2 separate regions of the Gasterosteus aculeatus genome follow, and region 1 is linked to region 2. A link is a contact called in public Hi-C data. All regions are on one chromosome and are shown on one strand. Each heading gives the region's core, a stretch centred on a gene start, on an enhancer-like site or on the middle of the called end of the contact. The rest is flanking DNA. Distances are from core to core; before and after follow the strand shown. Region 1 holds the start of nherf4b (NHERF family PDZ scaffold protein 4b). Region 2 has its middle 6.9 kb from the start of rps6kb1a.

Evidence for each region. Hi-C and Micro-C count contacts between places; a contact is called where the count stands out from the background.
Region 1: a Hi-C map of skeletal muscle shows a contact between it and region 2, with 1.9 times the contacts expected there. The contact joins the promoter of nherf4b here to the enhancer-like site in region 2. A contact is called at or near these places in 2 of 6 Hi-C or Micro-C datasets (skeletal muscle and tail fin).

What each region holds. Positions count from the first base shown.
Region 1 is chr7:17,697,111-17,699,810 of fGasAcu3.hap1.1, reverse strand. nherf4b (NHERF family PDZ scaffold protein 4b) reads right to left here and starts at 1,273. Exons shown (of 9, transcript XM_078106128.1): 1 at 1,177-1,273; 2 at 576-695. The coding sequence starts at 1,183.
Region 2 is chr7:17,598,795-17,601,494 of fGasAcu3.hap1.1, reverse strand. It overlaps the pseudogene LOC120822784. Among protein-coding and RNA genes, the nearest start is that of rps6kb1a, 6.9 kb to the right of the region's middle. Within about 2 kb of position 1,269, at least 8 of the 9 cell types and tissues checked have open chromatin away from gene starts, as enhancers often do.

The DNA of each region.
Region 1 (2,700 bases), core at 24-2,523, 98 kb before region 2:
CTGCTTATCTATTTGGTTCATCGTGTCAGTAACACAGAGTCCTTGTGGCGCGGACACGGTGTAACCTAAAAACAAACTTTCATCATAAAGTAACACAATTAGTAACTCCTTGCTCCCAGAAGAATTCATTCTCTCACACAACCTCAAAGTAGCTAAATGGCTTAAGCCACAGGCAGCTAATGCAGAAAATGAGTCACTGTTTGCTTTTCCCTACCATAAACCTACTTTTCTAATATCCTACCGCATTAGTTGCCCTCTATATGAAACACAAAGACAAGCTGCTGAAGCTCGATGAGATAAGAGTTTTGAGTTGTTATTGATGATCACAATTAGAAGTGGATAGATGGAAATTCCTCAACGAGTTTTGGATAGAATCTATATTTCGTCAGGTTTCACGGCAATCTCTGTTTTACTAAATGTAACACTGTACAAAACCATGGTAGCACAAGCATGAGAAAAACTAGGTAAAATCATAAAAGCAGGAGGAAATGTAGGTACAGAAGGGAGAAGATGGGTGAGACGGCTCATATTTGAAAGCAGGAAAAAAAATATTAGTAAAGTTTTACATATATTACCTGCACTTGATCTCTTGTGTGTCTTTCCCATCTGTTCAGCTGTCTCCCACACAGAGAGGGATGGAACAGAAGCGTGCTGTATGACCAAGCATTTGTTTTGATCACAGAGAAACTCCTCCCCTTGAAGGACAGCAGGCTTAATGTTTAATCTTTTGGGAAATATTGAGCGGATACACATTTATACGTACGGTGTGATTTGCATTGCACTGTGGACTAGCGGTACAAAACAAATGAAATAACTCTTCTCTTCTTGTTGCTCTGTAAAAATGTAGAACTGTGCGAAATACATCCTTCCCCCGTTCCCATGAGATTTACATCAGGACTGTGTGTCGGTGTCAAGACCAAAGCTCCGTGACATGTTGCACAAATACACCAACAAGCCAAGAACAATAACAGGAGTGATACAGATGAGCATGACTAAGAAATGAAGAGAAATTGTAACATTATACTTTATATCTATTTCACTTCACAGGTTTCCAGGAAGTCATTCAACACTCAGACTGAGATCTTTTAAGATTATTGTGAGAACTTTTTAAGATTAAGATTAAAAGACAGTAAGCATTTAATAGTTTTTGCGCTGAACTGGACGTGTTGATCTCACCTTTCATCAACAAGCATGTAGATATTATTTAGTTGAAAGCACCAAACGACCCTCTTCGCTTTCTCATTGACTTTAATGTCATTTCACCTCGTCAGGCCTTGATAAAAACAAAGAAATGTGGACACTTTTAAAACTGCAATGTCATTTTTCATTTATTCACACTAATTATATGTCTACTTTGGGACAGTCTTGGGATTCCCAAAATGAAGTTTTGATAAATTAATACAACTTACAGTTTTTGTGTCGGTCTACTGTGTGTCCTACTGGGCAACTTCTCTGTGACCAACAGTGACTCTGCACTTTCAGACAAAGGTGATTCTCATCAGTTGATTAGAAGTGACTCAATCACTTTTGAGTTTTTTGTGGAACCTCTCTCTGTTTAAACGATTCCCAGATTTAAATCTTTAGATGTGTTTAAAGTGTATGTATTGTGTGTGTGTGTGTGTGTGTGTGTGTGTGTGTGTGTGACTCTCTCTCTCTCTCTCTCTCTGTCTCCCTCTCTCTGTCTCTCTCTCACACACATACAGGTCCTCGGGTCTTAAAGATTTTTGATATTGATTTCAGCTTTCAGTCTATTTGAGCTCCAGCTTTCAGAATTGAAAAAGAGTGCTAAATAGCCTTTTTTAAACCTGAAGGCCATTGTAGGTTGTAGGAAGGTCCAACCCTGGTGTCCCCTAAACCAGTGGTCCCCAACCACCGGGCCGCGGACCGCTACCGGTCCGTGGGCCATTTGGTACCACGCTGCACCACAGAAAGATTTTTTTTTTTCTGAAAAATGTTTAATTTTGAAAATTGACCGGCTTTTCCACTAATTATATGCGCTCGTCCCTCTGACATATTCCCCACGCGTCACCAGGCGTCTTTCTTCACTTTTACAATTGTCCTCTTACCGTGCACGTGCACGGCAGTTTCGCCCACCAGCGAATTTCCGTCGGACCTTCTCGACCGGTCCGCGAAAATTGTCTGACATGGAAACGGTCCGTGAGGTAAAAAAGTTTGGGGACCACTGCCCTAAACCACTCAGCCCTCAAGCCCTAGTGACTTAATTGACGTCAACTGGTAGGTGGTTGAGTCTCAATTTAAATATAAATGGGACAACAATTTGATGCAACACGTCACCATGACACCGTCAACAGTTATGATATACAATTGTAGGTATTTATTTTCTACTTTTTACTCCGTGGTTTCCAGGCTCTGTCCTCGCAAGATAAAAGGTCATTTTTACTGTTTTTCATCAAAACAGTGTTAAATATTTGAACAAATGTGCAAATGTCGTATGATTTCATGTGTTTTTTTTGTTCCATCTTTCATCCTTAATGTTTCTGTGTAAATGTAATATAACGGTCTGACTACACATGTTTTGTCCTCTTTGTTGACCTTCTTCTAGTCAACATGCTTTCACTGGTTATGGGTAAGTCCCTTGGGAAATGTCAGCATTTAATGCTGGTTTATGGAAAGGGTTTTTATAGAGGGCAGAGAGAACTGTAAACACATTTTACACATTTTATGACAATTTGACAGTGG
Region 2 (2,700 bases), core at 20-2,519:
CTATGGCAAGCGCAAGCAGCAGGCCAAGTACTCGGGGGGGCAAAACGGAGTGACGGCCAGGTAGCAGTCTCAGCCCGCCGTCCACTTAGGAAGCTCCCAGCAGCCCCTTACTCATCGCAACTCCGGCTCCCAGCTGCTGAGCCACTGTGAGCCATTTTTATGGAGCAAAATATCCGCCTCCGACTGGTTCTCCTCTTATGTTGAACTTGGACTTCCTTTCATTGACTTGCTTTTAAAGGCTTTGCATTTGGTACCTATGACAAGGTAGGTGTTGGTTGGGGTGCGTGTGCGTGCTGTCTGTTCATGTTGGTGCTTTCATTAGCTCCTGAGCCATAACGCTCCTCAGTGAGGCGGTCACATATTCACTTTATTTAAATAAGCTAGGATAGTTACTTTTGAAGTGAGTTATTTGTTCAATAACTGAATTATGGAATATCGATATTAGCTTGTTTATTATTAAGACTGTATTGTGTATTTATGACATTTACTGTGGTAAGATAAAAAAAAACTGTAAATGAGTGTCCACTTCGGAGCCGTCTCATTTCCCCATGTGGGAGAGTTGTAAGTCAGTGGAGATGTTAATACTCTTTAAAAGTGTTTGTGGTGCTTTAGACGTCCACTTCTTTTGTGTATGCTCGTCATGGTACTTGTGGATGAGATATGATGAATCGGCCATGAATCACTCTGCTGCTCCCTTTGTCTACCCTTATTGTTCTGCTTCCAGGAAGAGAGCACATGAGTTAGCCCGGGGCTACTTTACCAGATGCAGCCATATAATGAATGTGCACGCGTGCGCTGGTGTTTGAGACGGGGAGCGGGAGGCAGATAGGAGGCTGGGTTTGTGTCACTGCCACATTTGTTGCTCTCCCTTTTATCTTTTATGGATTTAAGCAGACTGGCTCCACTAATAGACCAGGAGTGCCTGGAAGTCTTATATATAGTATAGCAGACGGTAGCGGCTCATTGAACTTAGAGACAGGCTGTGTCGTGGTAAATATTTGTCTTTGTCTTTACTTGTACATTTAGCTTTATTTTAAAAAAAAAACCTTTAACCTCAGATGAGTCCGGCAAGCTCCTTTGTCTTTATGTGATTAACGCTTATTTTTTTCCTCGTCGGATAACGTCCGCTGGCTCTCTATAAGCGGGACCTTCTTTTATTCATAGTTACCAGAGAAACGTGCAGTTTTCTTCTCCCTCTCTCTACCGCTGCTGTGCTACGCTGGACTGAGCACAGTGGGTGCGAGAGGGAGAGAGGGAGAGAGGAAGGGAGGGAGGGAGGGAGGGAGAGAGCGGACCCTCTAGCGCACAGTGAAAAGCGTCTGTGCCGTTACCTCAGCTGAACCTTCAAATGAACTCGTTGCACTGCCTCGGTGCCGGAGCCAGGAGACGAATCACTCGCGTTAGATTCAAAACAGAGAGGCACTGTTGAGCCGGCTGAACCCGGTGCTCTGCACCAGCTCTCAGCACAACATTCACGTCTCCTCTCCCTCCTGTCATGGTAAGTCGGATCAGGAATCTTTTTGTTTATTGATTTATTTTTTTGTTCTCATTGTTGTCGGCGCTGCACACGCGTCCGTCTCAGGCGTGTCTGTCACTCTCTCGGCCTGTCCGATAGCTTATCAGACTGGTGTTGGCTGTTAAGATTGCAAGGCGACAACAGTCTGTAGGCTGTCTGACATTTCGGGCTTTCATCTGACCAGCATCCTGTTTTGTCCTCTTTCTGTTGTTGTCATTGTCTCCGTTAGCATCAGTTCCCATTTTAGAGGCGTGTGCTGCGATGTCACTTCCTTTTATCCCAACCGCTTATCAAACGTCAGAAAATATGGCCCTATTGTTTATTTCCCCCATGCTGACGTTCATGAGGGTTTTTTATGTGGTTTCTTTGTGGGGAACTGTGTTCTCGCATGTTTGCAGATGTAGAGATGTCAATAGAGTACTTCTGCATGTGCGTACGTGTGTGTGTGTGAGCTGGCTCTGTCCTCTTGAATTTCCAGAGAATTCAGAAAGTACACACCTTATTGCAACACAACATATTATGACACACCAGTCTTACGTATAGTACTCACAGCTCTCACCCGTCTCTCCCCTTCCCTTTCACGCTTCCCTCTTCTCTCTCTTCTGTTGCTCAATATGCGCTTCTTCTTGTAGCAGGCTGCCTTTTATTGAAACAACTCTCTTGACGGGGACGTGTCTCTAGGGGCCACAAGTTGGTAATTATACAAAGCTGAAAATTATTGCTTAACCAGCGGATACTTTTGCCGCAAAGCTTCAGTTTCTTTTTTAGATTATTTTTTTTCTAAAAGCAGAGCCAAAGGGTAAAACCTTTTGCTGGTCATAAAAGCAAAATCATTGGATAACACTGGAATGGCTCACTGGCTTGGAGAGTATTTTTCTTGACAGTTTCGGGATGTCCTGTTCAATAAGGGAGCCCCCTTTTTGCATGCCTGTGTGTGTGTGTGTGCGTGTTTGTCTAGATTTCTGTTATAAATGTTTACCCTGGTTGTTAAGATATGTATGTAGTGGTTTCTCATGTGCGTTCACTATCAATAAAGTCGATTGAGAAGTGGATTGGTGTTCTGTTTATTTGTGATACGTCTTGATCACACTGGACCGGTGTTGACCTTCGGACCTCCAAAGAATCTCACATGTCAGCCAAGAAAGATGGTCAAGAAGGATACCATCTCAACTCCAATTTCACCG